3 separate regions of the Mus musculus genome follow, and all the other regions are linked to region 1. The links are chromatin contacts, called in public Micro-C maps. All regions are on one chromosome and are shown on one strand. The core of a region is the stretch at or near the end of the contact, and the rest is flanking DNA. Distances in the headings are between cores, read along the strand shown.

Evidence for each region. A called contact is a pair of places that touch in the nucleus more often than the background predicts.
Region 2: a contact with region 1 is called in a Micro-C map of embryonic stem cells, with 7 times the contacts expected there. The contact joins the promoter of Polr2a here to the promoter of Trp53 in region 1. A contact is called at or near these places in 8 of 39 promoter capture datasets (the C10 cell line, cranial neural crest, hippocampal neurons and 4 more), 13 of 484 Hi-C or Micro-C datasets (CD4 T cells, CD8 T cells, Th1 cells and 7 more), 8 of 115 datasets of contacts at active chromatin or transcription factors (the 230-238 cell line, embryonic stem cells, extraembryonic endoderm stem cells and 2 more) and 4 of 9 other capture datasets (adipose tissue, liver, macrophages and 1 more).
Region 3: a contact with region 1 is called in a Micro-C map of embryonic stem cells, with 2.2 times the contacts expected there. The contact joins the promoter of Fgf11 here to the promoter of Trp53 in region 1. A contact is called at or near these places in 5 of 39 promoter capture datasets (the 3T3-L1 cell line, the C10 cell line, cranial neural crest and 2 more), 4 of 484 Hi-C or Micro-C datasets (the N1E-115 cell line and embryonic stem cells), 2 of 115 datasets of contacts at active chromatin or transcription factors (embryonic stem cells and memory CD8 T cells) and 3 of 9 other capture datasets (adipose tissue, liver and pancreatic islet).

The regions. Positions count from the first base shown.
Region 1 is chr11:69,579,078-69,581,777 of GRCm38.p6, forward strand. Trp53 (transformation related protein 53) reads left to right here and starts at 1,282. Exons shown (of 11, transcript NM_011640.3): 1 at 1,282-1,438. Wrap53 (WD repeat containing, antisense to Trp53) reads right to left here and starts at 172. Exons shown (of 10, transcript NM_144824.3): 1 at 1-172.
Region 2 is chr11:69,757,229-69,759,928 of GRCm38.p6, forward strand. It overlaps Polr2a (polymerase (RNA) II (DNA directed) polypeptide A), which reads right to left and starts at 1,405. Exons shown (of 29, transcript NM_001291068.1): 1 at 903-1,405. The coding sequence starts at 995. It overlaps Slc35g3 (solute carrier family 35, member G3), which reads right to left. Exons shown (of 2, transcript NM_019871.2): 2 at 2,656-2,700.
Region 3 is chr11:69,800,849-69,803,548 of GRCm38.p6, forward strand. Fgf11 (fibroblast growth factor 11) reads right to left here and starts at 1,432. Exons shown (of 5, transcript NM_001362623.1): 1 at 585-1,432. The coding sequence starts at 777.

The DNA of each region.
Region 1 (2,700 bases), core at 32-2,531:
AGAGGTCGGGCAAGTCTCGCTGAGCCGGCTACCAGCTGCCGAGGCTAGAGTGCATTACCGTTCCCAGGGATGCTCAGAGACCGGAGTCCGCTTTCCTCTTCCGGAAAATGTAAGCCGAACCTAAAGCAATCACCAGGGAACGAGTGTCCAAAGCCAAGCGCCTAGGGTCGCTAGGCGCCGCCAGGGCTTCTTGCTCTCGCGGGAGTCGGGCCACCTTCCGATAGGCTCTCCGCATCCTCCTCCGATTCCGAGCGGGAAGGCGGGAAGGAACGACTTTGCCTACACCTCAAGCGCTGGAGAATTCCTAGAGGTTTCTGGGAGTTGTAGTCTGAACTCTGGGCCTTGGCGAAAACTACACGAGCGCCCCCTACCGTCCCCTGGGGGTAATTCTTAAAGCGCCTATCCTCCCTGGCCTGCAGAGGGCGCATAATTTCTACAGTTTTTGCCCCTCTTGACTATCTTGTTTTGAATCCCGTAACCTCAGGTTTCCTTTCTCCCCATCTCTCCCCCCTTCTTGTTCCTCTCTTTCCCTTTCTCCCCCGCCCTCCCTTCATTCATTCGACATTTATTATCAAGTTCTTACTGCCTAACCCAGGACTATACAAGGCATTGGGAAAAAAATAGCAATGTTTTCTAGTTCTTAATCTCCATAAAGTTTTCGTTGCTGTGCAATTAAAGGCTGTGAAAACAGTCTTTACAGAGAGTGATAAGGACTGTACAGGAAATTAAACACGGTGGTGCGATACCAAGTATCTCGGAGAACACGTTAGATTGAGATACTATGAAAAGCCTTTCTAAAGTGACATTTTAGCTAATGAGGGGAAAAAGAACTTAGGGGCCCGTGTTGGTTCATCCCTGTACTTGGAAGGCCTAAAGCAGGAAGACGGCCGCGAATTCCAGGCCAGCCTTGGCTACAAAGACTCTGTCTTAAAAATCCAAAAAGATGGCTATGACTATCTAGCTGGATAGGAAAGAGCACAGAGCTCAGAACAGTGGCGGTCCACTTACGATAAAAACTTAATTCTTTCCACTCTTTATACTTGACACAGAGGCAGGAGTCCTCCGAATCGGTTTCCACCCATTTTGCCCTCACAGCTCTATATCTTAGACGACTTTTCACAAAGCGTTCCTGCTGAGGGCAACATCTCAGGGAGAATCCTGACTCTGCAAGTCCCCGCCTCCATTTCTTGCCCTCAACCCACGGAAGGACTTGCCCTTACTTGTTATGGCGACTATCCAGCTTTGTGCCAGGAGTCTCGCGGGGGTTGCTGGGATTGGGACTTTCCCCTCCCACGTGCTCACCCTGGCTAAAGTTCTGTAGCTTCAGTTCATTGGGACCATCCTGGCTGTAGGTAGCGACTACAGTTAGGGGGCACCTAGCATTCAGGCCCTCATCCTCCTCCTTCCCAGCAGGGTGTCACGCTTCTCCGAAGACTGGGTAAGTAATTGATGAGCGTGACGAGACCTCTCGGTCACTGGCTCTCTCCGTTTGCATCCATAAAACTAGAGAAAACCGTGGGGTTTGGGGGTGGGGCAGTGGGGGGACTCAGCGCGATGGAGATGGGCGGAATGGAAGCTTGGCGGGCGGGATGAACGGGAGTGTATATGTCAGATGCTGTAGTGAGGGTAGCTGATGATGATGATGTTAGGACCGACGAGCCTCACTGTCATGCACCTGCAAAGTAGAGCATATAGGGACCACTGAGATGGCCTAAGGGGTTTTCTCTCCGCTACGCGTTGTACACACTTATCTGCCCGCTGCTAGGTGATGGAAGCTCCGGAAATAACATGCACAAAGCACCAGGATTTAAGATTTTTCGAGATTCATAGCTTAAGACTTAAGACCCCCCATAGCATCCTAATGAAACCCTGGGTTCCGTTCCTGGATGAGATCGGGGTGATCCGGGGAGCCTTAGCTGCTAAGGTCCCGCAACTTCCGGACCTTTGTCCCTGGAGTGATTTCTTTTTTTTTCCAGCCGCTTCTCGACCCTGCTAGATGAAGAAAATCCAAGAAAAGCCTGAAGCACTAGCGGTGCTAGCCAGAAGTATTTGCCCTCGGGGCCCGACTCAGCCTCTTGGTCTGAAAGGCCCGCCGGCCCTGTTATTGTTTGGCTCCTTTACGTTTCTGCCGCTTGCAGGAGCATTTCCGGTTTCTTGTTTTCGGAGCAGATCACTGCTCGCCCGGCGACGGGGGAGTAGCGAAAGGGGAGAAATGGATTCTAGGCTGGTTCTGTGGTTTGAGGAGGAAAACTGCTGTCCTCGACATCTTATTTTTCTGGATTACTTGGTTATTGCTTTTGCAAAGGAGGAGGTGTTTATTTAAAAGAGTGCGCCGATAGGTCGTTTCTTCCTGCCGGAAAAGCAAATTACCGAGTATCCGGTTTTAGGGTGAGCCATTCCCTTGCTTAACGCATTCCGCGCGTCCTGAAAGCGGAAGGGGCGGGCTTGGGCCCCGGGCGCCCGGCGGTCCTAAGTGCAGTCAGCCCGCACCATCCGGTTCTTCCCAGCGGGAGGTGGCGGGACTCTGCCTGGGCGTGGGCTATGCCTGTCCCCGCCACTTCAATTTTTAGAACAGGTCATTTCATTACAGTTTCTTATCGCGCACCAGACATCGTGCGTGCCTTTTTTTCTTTTGTAAAAATACTATTTCCACACTGCACTTGGATCGGGAAGTAAATTTTTTTGTCCATCTGAAGATTT
Region 2 (2,700 bases), core at 155-2,654, 180 kb after region 1:
AACAGGACTGCCTCAGTCTAGAATCAGCTGTTTAATTCCACTCTCTATTCCTCTCAGGAGGAAGAAGTCCAAGTCTCCAAAAGCTATCCCTTGTCTATCCTCACCCACTTCACATCAGCTCTTTACGGAGCTTCTGTACATGCGTGTGTGTATAAGTTACTACTGTCACCTTTATAATTACCCAGTGGTTTCCTACTGAAAACAGAAATTTGGACTCTCTAGAGCGTAATTTACAATATCCCGTGCTTCTTCAGTGCACTCTCCGCACCCACTAACCCTGCCTGCCCCAACACTGGCTTTTCAGTCTCTAGAATACAAGTTTATTTCCCTCTCAGTCCCATGACACTTGTTTCCTCCACCTAAAAAAATAGCTCTGATGACTGATATTACTTGGGAATGTCACCATCCCTGGCAAGTATGTCTTCCAAACCCTGACACCATTCAATTTCAGTGACTTCTTACAGCATTTCCTCATTTTGCTTTAATCTAGGTACTTATTTTTGCTCATTTCTTTTTGTTCTTAAGCTCTCTTCTCTGTTTTTCCCATAGTGTTTTAGAAGGTAGAGTTTCTGTTATATTTATTGTGCAGCTGTGTTCCTAGTGTCTGATTACTGTCACATAGCAGGATGCTCAATATTGGTGAAAGAACTAAAACTGGGGATCCACTTCCTGTACAACTTTCAACCCTGTCTCGTTGAACCGCAGCAATGCTCAAGTATGGAAACATCTTTCTTCTCTGTCCAGTCAAGCACTCATCTCAGGCATAGCATTTCGCTTGTTTAAGTCCTGGCATAATTTAACTTTTGAAGGCTGGACCCCCGCACAACATCAGCATCACTGACCCATCTTCCCAGAGGATCATCAGCCAAAGGCATAGCAGAGAGACGGGCGGACTATCTTACCAATTCATCCGGACTCAGGACTCCGAACTGCACTCTCTTGATGGTGCGCAGCGGGCATGCGCTGTCCCCGGAGGGGGGGCCACCCCCGTGCATGGCGAGGCAGGCGCGCTGCGCAGGCGCAAACCTCGCTACAAAAAGCCTGCGCCACCGCCGCCTAAGTGCTCAGAACCCGTCCGGGCGGCCACCAGGAAAGACCTCCCGGGATAGGGAGGGAAAGGCTGGAGGAGGGAAAGGTGGGGGAGGGGGGAAGGGGGGGGGAAGGCAGAGGAACGAAAAGGGCTGAAAGAAAGCCTTTTCTCCCTTTCCGGAGATTCGTCGGCTCCCAAAAAGGAAACAAAAGAAGGGAGGAGAGGAGGAGGTTTTGGGAGGGAGGAAGAAGAAAAGGGGTAACGAATAAATAAGTAACCGGGATCCTGAACGGCAGAGGTTACGGCAGTTTGTCTCTCCCCCTTCCGGGAGCCACCTTCTTCTCCAACCGTCCCGGTCGCGCTCTCGGCGCTTCTGAGGAGAGAACTGGCTGAGTGACGCCCTTTATAGATTCGCCCTTGTGTCCCGCCCCTTCCTTTCCCGCCCTCCCTTGCGCTACGGGGCCGCCCGCACCGGCCTACACGGAGCGCGCGCGGCGGAGTTGTTGACGCTAGGGCTCCGGCTCCCTGGTTGGGTGTTCTTTCTGACGCGACAGGAGGAGGAGAATGTTCCTGGTCCTGTCGTCCTCCTTTCGGGTTTCCCGTGCACTCAAACCGAGGACTTACAGAACGGAGGATAAAGTTAGGCCATTTTTACTCAGCTTCGGAGTTCAGGCTCATTTTCAGCTAAAGTCTCTCATTAGTATCCCCCCACACACATCGGGAAAATGGTTTGTCCTACGCATCGGTAATGAAGGCGGGGCCCTTCGGGTCCTCCGGAGCGGGTTCCGGGGGTGGGGGGAAGGAGGGAGGGACGGGACGGGCCTCGTTCATGAATATTCAGTTCACCGCTGAATATGCATAAGGCAGGCAAGATGGCGCGTCCAATCAATTGGAAGTAGCCGTTATTAGTGGAGAGGCCCCAGGACGTTGGGGCACCGCCTGTGCTCTAATAGCTTTACGGAGCCCTGGCGCTCGATGTTCAGCCCAAGCTTTTCCCGAGCCCGGAGGCCTATTCTGAAAGTAGAATGGCTGCTACCCAGGAGCCGCAGATCACGCGACCGTGACAATCTGAGAAAAGCAGATTAGCGGTGGGGCAGAATAGGGATGTCTTGGGGAATTCGGGGTCAAGGAAACCCTACACCTTTCAGACGACTTCAGAAATAAGGTGGCGGCTGAGTGTTTCAAGGGAATCTCCCAAAAGAGCATGTTTCCACTCCTTTTCAAAGCAAAGCCAACTGCTCAGCCAACCACAGTGATTCATTCATGCTTGATGTCAGCGTTACATCACCGCTCGGACAGGGAGCACCACCACTGAGGAAAGCAAAATACCTTCCAAAGGAAAGGAAACACGCCCCTCCCCCAGTGCTGGCTGTTCGCCTGACAAGCTGCATTCTTCGTTCTTCATCTCCAGCGCTCTTCTCTTTCCTGCCTGTGGGATTAATCCCCTTGACCCACTACCAGGCTTCCTTAGTCCTCTGGATCTGAGACCTCGCTGCTGAGTGATGCCCTTATTCCCTGTTCCCAGCCCCAATTCCATACCCTGGTTCCTGTACATGCTCCCGGTCTCTCCTCTCCACTTAGTCCCAAGTCACCCTTGAATCCTAGGGCATCTCTCTCCACACCAGTTTTTTGCTTTAATATATATTTTTTATTTTGTGTGTAAGCACGCC
Region 3 (2,700 bases), core at 182-2,681, 220 kb after region 1:
TAATGGGAGGGGGTGCCCAGCACCCTTCTCGAAGCGCAGGTCACAGAAGGAGGGCGTACGGAGGGGGCTGACTGACGAGGTAGCCTGCAAGGACACCCGGGGGAGAGCTGGAGAGATTGGCTCCTGGCCAGGCGAGCTCGACCAGGAAGAACAGAGCCAAAGCGTGGAGGGGCGGGAGAGCCGGAGCGGGGGCGGGGCAGCCAGGGCTGCAGAAACCCTCGGGGTGACCCAAGCGTCCAGAACCCCTCAAGCCCCGCCACTTCGGATGGAAAGAATCGCGAGAACCCGCACGTAGGCGAAGAACCGTGGGGGGTGGGGAGTCCTGTGCTGAAGGGGGGCTGACAGGAGCAGAGAAGCTTGGGGCGCCAGACTTCGCCCCTCAAACCTTCCCCCTGCCCTCGAAAGCAAGGAGACTCGGCATTACAGGCAAAGAGGAAGAACCTGAAGGATAGTCCCGTAAATTCTGTCGTTCTGGCCCACCTCTTCCACTTCTGGGACACCCCCCTCCTCATCGGGCTTCAATCGTCAGGGTCCCTGGCCTCAGGCAGGACTTCTGTGGGAGACCCCGCCCTAGCCACACTCACCTGGGCCGCGGTCCTGTCGCGTGGGACGCCCCCCGCACAGTCGCACCTTGGACAGCAGGATGAGGAGCTGTTTCTGGCAAAGTGACTTGGTACCGCGGGGACACACGCGCCGCTGCGCCGACACGGGCCGGCTGCCCCCGGGCTCGCGGACCTCCCGCTTCTGTCGGATCAGGCTACTGGCCAACGCCGCCATCGCGCCCCGGGAGGAGACACCCCCAAACCAGCAGGCTCCCGGAGCGCCCTGGGCTCCCCAAGAGGAGCCCTCTCACCAGGGCATGCTCAGGACCCAACCCACCGCCCCACCCACAGGATCTGAAGAGAAACCCCAGACCCCAGTACGTTCCCCAACACCACCGGCTCCCACCCTTGGGCCCTGACTAGCTCCAGCGGCTCCAGCAGCCTATGCACTCCTCAGCTGACCTCACCCATGAATTCTGTCCCCTAATGAAAGCTTTCCCCTTCCCTCCTCTCTGGCCTCTGTACCAGATAGAAGATACCTCCTCTATCCCACAGTCAAGACCCTCCTATATTTCTAAGATGTGTTCTCAATACCCCGAGGCTTCTTTCTACCCTATTTTGGGGCCGCTCCTGCCCAGCCTACTCTTACACAGGGTGTGGGTCCTAAGCTTTGTGGACATTAGCTCACCCTAGGCTGCTGTCAATGTCAAGAGGAGCCCAGCTCTGTTTTCTTTTTTCCTTTTCTATACTCTAAATGGAGTGGGTCTCCCACTTTCTTCAAATCCCCCCTCTGCCAGCAAATATGACTCAAAATTCAGGCTGTTTAGGTTCAGTGAAAAGGGGTTCCCAGGCCCCCTGGCTGGATAATGCTTTTTCTCATTGTCACCCCCATTTCTAGTACCACAGAGTCCCAGCTGCTAACACCATTCCCTCACCTTGCTACCCTCCACTCCTTTTGAAGTCACCTCCAAATCAACCCTTCTTAGTGCAGACACCAGGTGGTTGTCTGCAGGACCCTCTGTCGCCCCGAAAAAAGGAGCATCCGCCGTTTCTGTCTGTTTTCTAGTTGCCCCTTAAATTTCCCGAGGAACAACTGGCACTGCTTAGATCCCACACCCTCCAATCTAACAAGGCCCCCAAGAGAGGAGTGCACCCACGTTGTCAACACTCCTCAAACGTGAACAGGCCCTTAATAAGTCACAGCGCATCAGAGCTTCCTGCGCCAGGGCTTTCTCGTCCTCCCTGGGACTGCTATAACACCCCTTCCTTTCCCCGACGCCCCTCAACCTGTCCTGTCCTGTTGATCCGGGCGACGGGTGCCGCGAGCTCCAGCTCCAGGCTCCTCCCTCCCTGTCACCCGCAAGCGGAGGTTTCCCCCCAACGTCGGCCTAAGCGTCCCGGACCCCCAGGAAGGAGTAAGGATGTCTCTGCAGAGCGCCTCGGTTCGGCAAAGTCAGAGCACTGGGCCTGGAGGTTGGACCAGGCAGAGCGGCGGAGGCAGCGGCAGCGGCTGTGGGAAGCTGAGGCGGCGGCGGCGACAGAGGCTCCCCCTCCTCTGCGAGCCGGCCTGGGGGCGGGGCAGGGGGCGGAGACGCTGGGAGAAGCTGGGCGGGCGGAACCCTGGGGTTCCTTGGAAGCTCTAAGTGGGAACTGTCACAGAGGCAGGCGGAGTAGAGGCAAGGCCTGCAAATCTCGGGGTTCAGAGGAGAGGAGACACGGAGCCTGATATGGCGGGGCTGGGGGCAGGGGGTCGATGGAATAGCCGACAGAGAGAAAATGAAAAGGGATTCTACTGCCTGGGATGGAAGTGAGGACAGAAATGGACGAGGAGAGTTGGGGGGAAAGTGGAGAAACCGGTAGCTGTGCCATCCAGTCTGGGCTGTGATCCGGCCTTAATATCTCTGGTTTGGTATGAGCCAATTGATCAGAACTAGGTTTCCAAAAACCAGTTCCTTCCCGCATTTTGTCAGTAAATACATTCCTACTATCCCTGTCAGACTCTGAAAGAATAGGGGAGAGAGGTTCCGGGAGGCAGTACCGGGACAGAAGGGGCGCCAGCCAGATTTAGAGAACTTGGGCCTCAGGCAGGGTAGAATACTGGGGAAACCTTTTAGAAAAGGGACTTTGGACCCAAGCATACACTGTCTGTATGGAGGGA